3 separate regions of the Mus musculus genome follow, and all the other regions are linked to region 1. Evidence: chromatin contacts called from public Hi-C and HiChIP or PLAC-seq data. All regions are on one chromosome and are shown on one strand. The core of a region is the stretch at or near the end of the contact, and the rest is flanking DNA. Distances in the headings are between cores, read along the strand shown.

What was found. Hi-C and Micro-C count contacts between places; a contact is called where the count stands out from the background. HiChIP or PLAC-seq counts read pairs in DNA pulled down with a chosen protein or histone mark.
Region 2: an H3K4me3 HiChIP or PLAC-seq map of bone marrow-derived macrophages shows a contact between it and region 1, with 2.1 times the contacts expected there. The contact joins the promoter of Ulk4 here to the enhancer-like site in region 1. A contact is called at or near these places in 1 of 39 promoter capture datasets (hippocampal neurons), 23 of 484 Hi-C or Micro-C datasets (B cells, the Ba/F3 cell line, the G1E-ER4 cell line and 12 more), 7 of 115 datasets of contacts at active chromatin or transcription factors (the 230-238 cell line, bone marrow-derived macrophages, embryonic stem cells and 1 more) and 3 of 9 other capture datasets (adipose tissue, embryonic stem cells and liver).
Region 3: a contact with region 1 is called in a Hi-C map of cortical neurons. The contact joins the promoter of Nktr here to the enhancer-like site in region 1. A contact is called at or near these places in 8 of 39 promoter capture datasets (the 3T3-L1 cell line, the HPC-7 cell line, cranial neural crest and 4 more), 1 of 15 datasets of contacts at CTCF or cohesin (large pre-B cells), 4 of 484 Hi-C or Micro-C datasets (the HPC-7 cell line, cortical neurons, large pre-B cells and 1 more), 13 of 115 datasets of contacts at active chromatin or transcription factors (bone marrow-derived macrophages, embryonic limb bud, embryonic stem cells and 6 more) and 3 of 9 other capture datasets (adipose tissue, embryonic stem cells and pancreatic islet).

Annotation. Positions count from the first base shown.
Region 1 is chr9:121,476,138-121,478,837 of GRCm38.p6, reverse strand. No RefSeq gene overlaps it. Among named protein-coding and RNA genes, the nearest start is that of Gm38661, 14 kb to the left of the region's middle. Within about 2 kb of position 1,352, at least 24 of the 459 cell types and tissues checked have an H3K27ac peak or open chromatin away from gene starts, as enhancers often do. A contact at or near this core is called in bone marrow-derived macrophages, cortical neurons, neural progenitor cells and 1 more, where this site is marked.
Region 2 is chr9:121,275,771-121,278,470 of GRCm38.p6, reverse strand. Ulk4 (unc-51-like kinase 4) reads left to right here and starts at 1,299. Exons shown (of 37, transcript NM_177589.3): 1 at 1,299-1,411. It overlaps Gm34655 (a long non-coding RNA gene), which reads right to left and starts at 724. Exons shown (of 2, transcript XR_003948091.1): 1 at 505-724.
Region 3 is chr9:121,717,850-121,720,549 of GRCm38.p6, reverse strand. Nktr (natural killer tumor recognition sequence) reads right to left here and starts at 1,369. Exons shown (of 17, transcript NM_010918.2): 1 at 1,255-1,369; 2 at 1,005-1,091. The coding sequence starts at 1,062.

The DNA.
Region 1 (2,700 bases), core at 103-2,602:
GCTTGTGTGAATGCCAAGAATATCCTGTTTGTTGTCTTACTCTTACATTAACGTTGAATGCTTCATAAAGAATCTTTTAAAGGGCAGGGAAATCAAGGCACAGTGGTTGAAATAAGGTGGGTCCCAAGAGAGGGGGGAGGAGGAGACCCTCAGAATTTATGCAGAAATGGGTCAGAATCTTGAAGGAGAACCTGCTTCCTTCATGAAAAACAAAACCAAAAAAAATCAAAGACAGCTGACAGCAAGCTTGTGAGTCTGTGAGTCTGGACACAGGAAGCAGGGAGCTCTCCTGTGCAGTGTCTCTGTTTTCGCTGTAAGAGAGGGCAAAGGTGTTTGTTAGCAGAGTAAGGTGAACATAGAACACAGAAACAGGAAGGCCTGTTGTAGTGTCTAGAGAGCCAGCAAGCCTGGCATGAGTTGTCCGTAAAACCATCCGGCCTTAATGAAGCCTAGCTGAGGTAGATAAGGCAGACCAGCACCTGCACTCCTGGCTTATCCTCTCCACTCTTAATCATTTCAGGACCCCTGCTTAGGGAACGCTGCTGCCCACAGTGAGTTGGATCATGCTATATTGACTACCTTAATTAAGATACACATGCACTCACACTCATGAACACACACACACACACACACACACACACACACACACACACACGCACATGCACACTCCCAAAGGCCAACCCAAATGTAGACAATCCCTTAATGAGACTCTCTTCCCAGGTGATTCTAAGTTGTGTCAAGTTGACAATTAATAAAGCTGACATTAGATGGGCCTATGTCCAAGCCCATCTGAAGGAACATCTTAATAACACATAACATTTTCATAATTATCCCTAAGATGCTTTCTGGATGGTCAAGGTGTGGTATCGAGTGTGTGTGTGTGTGTGTGTGTGTGTGTGTGTGTGTGTGTGTGTGTGTGTATGTGTGTGTGAAGTGTTTCCTCTCCCATTGGATGCTGAGTTTTGCTATTCTTCATTGCTGTGCCTCTCTAGCCCCATGACTTCCTGATGCCCCAAGCACAGGGACTCAGTTCCCTGCATTCATGACCACGTCTGCTGCCCCCTCACAACCTCCACTCAAGCCTGTCTGGATCCTCAGAGCAGTCTGAGGCAGCCGCTAAGTGGGTGCATGGAGCTTCTAAGAGGGAGAGCCAATCCCCCGCTAGAGAGGCCCCTGAGAAGCCAGGCCTGCTCCCTGGGCGTTTTTCCCAACCTTAACCCCAAGCAAAGCCCCGTTGCAAGTGATGGCCCGAGTGGGGTTAAGAGTGAGACAGAAACCAGCACTCAACTGCTTTTCAGGGGCGAGCAAAAGTCCCATCTGGCGATCGCTTATCCAGGGCCCAGTGCCAACAGGCCTTCTTTTATCTCTGAGCGCCCTCTACTGGCCGTGAAAACAAACTCCTCTTGGGCTATGATCGAACCAGGAGCTCACGCATCATTTTCTTCTTCAACCCCCTTTATACGCTTCGGGGAATTCATATTGATGCCTCCCTCTGTCTGCCTTCTCCAAGATGGTATCAAGCTCTGAATGCAGTACTGCTAGACCTGAAGGGGAGGCTTCTGCTATTCTCTTTGGTCCCATCCACAAGGCTCCTGGATTCACCTCCCTTCCTGCTCCCGGACTGTGCGTGGTAGTGAGTCCTCACATCTACGTACGGCTGGACACCTTTCTGCTGAGACCCATCTGCTGCCATTTCTCCTTCCCCATTGCTCAAGGGAATCGTAACCCTGTGGTGGAAGTGAGCCTTAGGGTGGGGCTGTGTAACGCCTTCCTTCCTAGCCCCTGTAAAACTGGATCCTCTGTCCTTGGCTCCTAAGACTCATTCCAGGCTTTTCCCATAACCTGGAATTCAGACCACTAGAAAAGGGGAATCAAATGCATAATGAATATTGCGAACCTCCAACCCCTCCCTTTCCTTGTCTGCTGCAAGAACTTCCAACCACTCAGTTCTTGACATAGTAATTGACTAGTGAACCTAGGAGCCGGTAGGGTGAAGATTACACCGGACTGGGAGAGAAATGAAAAGAAAGAAAGAAAGAGAGAGAGAGAGAGAGAGAGAGAAAGAGAGAGAGAGAGAGAGAGAGAGAGAGAGAGAGAGAGAGAGAGAGAGAGAAAGCAAGTAAGCAATGGTCCAGCAAGCTTCCTCTCCAGGTCTGGTTTCACATCAAACTGTGTACTTAGCCTTTTCTTCCCTCATAGTTCAAAGCCAAGAACTTGACATCTTTGTTTCCTGATTCTCCTACTGGCCTTTTTAGGGACTCTTGTCCTTGGGTTGGACAACCTGAGCTGGGCGTGAGGCGTGAATTTGGGAGGGTGGGGAGAGGGAAGTGGATATGGGAGGAGTTATGAAGTTGCCAGTGAATAGGATTAAGATACATTGTATGACATTCTCAAAGAATTGAGAAAATAATGTTTTTAAGATAAGACGCGGGGTCCTAACTCAGAGGGTCCCTTGTAGCATCCACAAGCCACATCGACTTAGCATAAACAGTTTCTTTCCCTGCAAGTTGTAGCTTAGCAGAGAACTTCCTGTTCCGCAACCTTGGGATGCTGAGGGTGAACCCCTCTTGCATCAGTATGTGAAGGAAGAGAGGAACCCAGGGTGACACCAGGGCCTGCCACCCCTTCTATGGTTGTTCTCCTCTCTGTCTGAACACTCGGTCCCTGGCTGTTTGGAACGGTTTCGGAGGAGCCTTAAGT
Region 2 (2,700 bases), core at 50-2,549, 200 kb after region 1:
ACAAATTCATTGGTTCCCTCGCATGAGCTGTGGTGGAATTATACCTTGGTTTATCCTTAGAAACTTGGGGTCCGCCGGGCAGTGGTGGCGCACGCCTTTAATCCCAGCACTTGGGAGGCAGAGGCAGGCGGATTTCTGAGTTCGAGGCCAGGCTGGTCTACAAAGTGAGTTCCAGGACAGCCATGGCTACACAGAGAAACGCTGTCTCGAAAAAACAAAACAAAACAAGAAACGTAGGGTCCTATCTCCCCACCGCCACACCCCACCTAGAAAAGGAACTTTAGCCCCATCTCTAGCCCGATTCTGGTCAACTGAGTTGGGCTTTCTTCCTTCCATAGATACTGTCAGCCTGCTCTCACATCAGAATGGAAGTTGGAGGACTCCAGTTGGAGGCCAACCTGGGCTACAGCGTGAAACCCTGTTTAAGAAGGAAACACAGCAAAACAGCTAAAGCTGTGACGCTCTGGGACCAGGCAGACGTGAAAGACTTTAAGTCCCACCCACCAAGATGTGCGGCGCAGGCAGCTTGAAGGCTGGGACCACGCGATTATGCTGCCTTCCCGGTGGGATCTGATCACCACTGCACGCTCTGACTAGAGAGGCCGATCCGTCCTAACCTCGGTCCGCTGAGCCTGCAGTGACCAACGGGCTCCAGACCGAGAAGTTTCCTGAGGAGGCTCAGAGGCATCGGCGCGCAGATGGGGAGGGGACTGGCTCTAGCCACGCCAATCTCCGGCCACTTCCGGTCCATGCCTCCTAATCTCAGCCAATCAGCGCCCTGCATCGCCGGCGTCCTATTGCTGTCATGGAGACGAGGGGGCGTGTAAACGCCAAGCAGGGCCTGCAGTGGGGCTGTGTGAGTCTCGCCATCTCTCCCACCTCTTTCTAGAAAGGATGCACTGGCTTTAGAGTGCCCAAGGCCACTTAGGTGTACTCAAAGATTCTCATTTCCGGCCCCAGCCCACAGCGCCGGAAGCGCTCAACCAGGCAGCATCCGGGTCTTTTCCGGCCGTCCTTGTGTTGCCATGGAGATGGGATGGCGGCTTTCAAATACCGAGGGATGCTCGCCGGGCAAACCTGAGAACTGCCCACGATTCCGGTCTCTTTCCAGTTTCCAGTGTCCCCTTAGGCCAGCGAGATCATGTTCGAAGTGGCGTGGGGTCCTTAGTGTCGCTGGATGGGCGCGCAAACTCGCTCACTTCCGGGTTCTTCTGGGTAGCGATCAGCCAATCAAAGTCCCGCTCTTTTTCCCCCCCGCGTCTCGCAGGTTGTCATGGTGACGCAGAGGGCTCACCCACGCGTCCAGGGGAGTTGGCCAGGTCTTCGGGTGCCTCGGTTTCCTCTGTCCAAGCTGTGGCCTCGCCGTGGCAAGGCAGAGCGCGTGCAACTCGGGTCCCCCACCATCGTGCAGGTGGGTGGGCAGCTGCGGCTCCATTCCTGGTTACATCTCTGACCCGCTTCATCCTCCTCAGAGGCGCGACCACTTCCCCCAGGACAGCAACTTATCTAAAGTCTTATTTAAAAAAAAAAAAAAAAAAGTTTATTTACGTGCGTGTGCACATGTTGAGTGTTTGCGGAAGCCAGAAGATGGTGTTGGATTTCCTCGAGCTGGAGTTACAGGTAGTTGTGAGCCACCCGGAGTGGGTGCTGGGAACAGAACTCAGATCCTCTGCAAGAGCAGTATGTATTCTTAATGGCTGAGCCATCTCTCTGTCCACTGATAGTTTTGACAAGGTTTCTTGCACATGTGAGAGAGTGTGCGCGCATGCATGTGAGTGTACTGGTGGATGCTCCTGTGTGTGCAGGCAGAGAAGGGTGTTGAGTGTCTTCCTCTGGCCTGTCTGCCTTTTGCCTAGAGACAAGGTCTTTTTCCCCTGCCCGAGGCTGGTTGTTGAGACTAGACTAGCCTGCCAGTGAGCTCCTGGGGTTCTCCCGTGTAGGCCCTTCAAAGCTGGGATTACTGGGTTTCTATGTGTGTGTTGAGTATTTGAACTCAAGTCCTCAGGCTTGCAGAGTAAACACTTAACCAGGTGAACCGTCTTCTCAGCCCCATGTTCTTTTGTAACAATGACATCTTAAGCTATCATACAGTTTCAGGGCTTCACTACGACATTTTCCTATATGTCTGTCTTTGTGTTTTCCTTATGTCTGCCCCTCACTATCTTCCTCTGCTCTTCTTACCCCCTCCTGCTTGTCCTCTTTCTCATCCTCTCATAGTTGTCTTGTGGCTTCACAGGACCTACTTTTATGTCTTGATTTTGCATGAGAGGAAACATGGTGTTGTGTCGTTACTGCCTCCCGTGACCCTTTGTTCCTGCCTCTCCTCCCTTTAGGCTCATTTTTCTTCCCTGTAGTCCTCTGTTTACTCCCGTTCCTCATATATGATATATGTTTAAATCTAGGTTATATACTATTTTGTATATTCCCACTCAATTTTGCCAGAGAGAGATAATGTAGTGTTTGTCTGCCTGGCTCTGGCTTACCTCATAGCATCACCGCAATGACTTTGACTCAATTCATCTTCCTGAAAATGATGTAATTCCACTCTTCCTGACAGCTGAGTGGCGCTCTGAGAGATGCCAAGTATCCCTGTGTATGCTGCCTGAGCTGCCTTTGGATGTTCATGTGCATGTATGTGCATGTGTGTGTGTGTGTGTGTGTGTGTGTGTGTGTGTCTGTGAACACAGGAGTAGCATGACT
Region 3 (2,700 bases), core at 120-2,619, 240 kb before region 1:
CGTGAAAAATCTCCAGAGTAAGTTTGGTAAATGCTAAATAAACTGCAGCTACAGTCAGGGTCGAAATGTTAGATGAGAAAAACAGAACGTTTAAGATCGCTCCAATCCTTTGTTCAGAACCGTCACCGTCTTCCTTTTATCCTAGAGCCTGAGTTTTCCTTATTCTGTTCCCTCTACTCCAGCCAGACCGGGACCTTCGCTTTCCCTCAAGAAACACAAGCGCTGTCTCAGAACCCAAGCTAACCGTTGGCTGCCACTACCAAGCACAGTTCTCAAAGGCGTCCCTCCACAGGTTCGGCTTCGCACCTACTCAAATGTCATCTTCTCAAGATGGCCTTTCTCGCTCACCGCCTGACTAAAACAGCACTACTGGAGGGAATGCGGTTTTTACCCCTTCACTTCCTGCCTCTTTCCCCCAGGACGTCAACATAAAAGAAGCAGCAGCCCTGCTTTAGTCACTGCTGCCCTTCCAGAGCCCAGGACAAGCAGCTCTCCTGCGAGTCCACTGCGACCTAAGACGTGGCGCACACCACACACCTCCAGTTAAGATCCCTGTCGGTTGAGAACCGCGCATCCGTACACATGTTCCTGCTCGATACACACGCGACCTTTACATGTGTGCGCACCGATGTGTGCAGCAGCCACCTCTCTGCACACAGAGACGTCGACGCCTCGGGATTAATGAATGGCTGCACACTGGACTTCCAAAAAAAAAAAAAAAAAAACCAAACATCGCGGCCGCAGCCTAGGAGCAATCCCGGGGCTACAGAACCCGCACAAGCCCTTCAGTCTCTCCTCTCCAGCCACGTCTCCCGGAGCCAGTACATTCTCGGGAAGGCTCCCGAGGGACAGCGGAGGGCAGCTGGCCGGCTCGTGACCGCGGCGGCTCCGCAGCTCTGGCCGGCCGAGCCCGCCCCGCCCCGCCCCCGCCCGGCTCCGGCTCCGGCTCCGCCGCGTCCACTTCCACCCCGACCCGGGCCCACAGAGGGGCCCGCCCCGCTCACCCGGTTCCCGGTTGATCTCGATGTCGAAGTGACACTGCGGCCGGTCCTGGGCGCCCATCGCGAGCGCAGCAGCGGGACGGCGGCGAGCTGCGGACAGGGAGGAGGGCGCTGAGGGCAGGCGGGCGGCCGGGCGGGGCGGGGCCCGGCCCGCCTGACAGGGACGCGGCCGACGAGAGGCCGCCCCACCCTGCCCACCCGCCCGCCCGCCCACCCCAGCCGCGGCTACCCGCGCTCCCGTCGAGCTTCTCACCTGGCCGCACAGCTCCGGAGAACGCCCTGCCGGCGCCGCCGGAGCCTAACGTCACCAACGGAACGCCACCTCTTCCCCGTGAGGGCCAGCCGGCGAGCGCCACGCCAGAGCTCGCGAGGCCGGACGCAAGCGTCGCGAGAGTTCGTCTCGCCGCCGAGCGGGGTGTGGGGTCGGAGTAGGCGGTCCGCGCCAGGGCTCTCGTGCCCCGCCCCTCAGGATCCCCTGTCCAATCCCGAGTGCGCAGACGTGTGCGAGCTGTCAACCACGGCTCACTCATGCAGCACCGCGAGATTTCTGATTGCGTGGCCAGTGGATGAACGCAGGGTGAATCCCAGGCTTCCGGCCGACGTGGCGGGTGACCTGTTCTCTCTCGTGGTTGATGCGGTCACGCTGTTTGTCTCGCGTTAAAAGAATCGAGGACCAGATGGAGCCAGATGTGCCTCCCTTGCCCGCCAGGGTGAGACGAGGCTGGCCGCCGGCTCGAGGCCAGCCTGGGTCACTTGAGGCTTTCTCAGAAATACAACGAAAGGAAACAAAAATCAAGGCAACAACAAAACCCCGAAGCAAAACACAAACCGTAGCGTTTACACCTGCGCACCAGCGCTTGGTGGGTAAAGGCAGGAGATTCAGAAGTTCAAGGTCAGCCTGAGATACCTGAGACCTGTGAAGAAACCAAACCAGTTGACAGGAGCGATGGTCTAGCAGTTAAGATGGTCTAGAGGCCGCTTTTGCATTGGACCTGGTTCAAAGCCCAGCTCAATAACCGCATGGTGGCTTACAACCATCTCGTTTCAGGGTTTCCATCGCGCTCCCCTGACCTCCGTGGACACCAAGCATGCACATGGTGCCCAGACATACATGCAGGCAAAACAGAAAGTAAAACCTTACAAAAGGAAAGTCTGTGAGCAATAATACACAGCCTTTAATCCCAGCGGCTCGAGAGGCAGAGGTAGGTGGCTCTCAGTCTGAGGTCAGTCAGTTCTACATATTGTCTTCCTGGCCAGTCAGGGCTAGGTAGATCCTGTCTCAAAACAAAAGGTACACAATAAGAATGTGCTGTTGGGGCTGGCGAGATGGCTCAGTGGTTAAGAGCGCCGACTGCTCTTCTGAAGGTCCCGAGTTCAAATCCCAGCAACCACATGGTGGCTCACAACCATCCATAATGAAATCTGATGCCCTCTTCTGGAGTGTCTGAAGACAGCTACAGTGTACTTACATATAATAAATAAATCTTTTTTAAAAAATGTGCTGTTGTAGAAAATTTTAATCACAATCAGTGTTGAGGTTGGGTCTGTTACATAAAGCAAAATTCCATATCCAAAAACCTAAACCTACGAGTGACTTACCGTCTTTCCAAGCTTTTGTACCTTGTTCCTTAATTTAAAACTGTTGGTTAAATAAAATTGGCTACAGCCAATTACTGGAGGGATTCGAGGTAGGTGGATT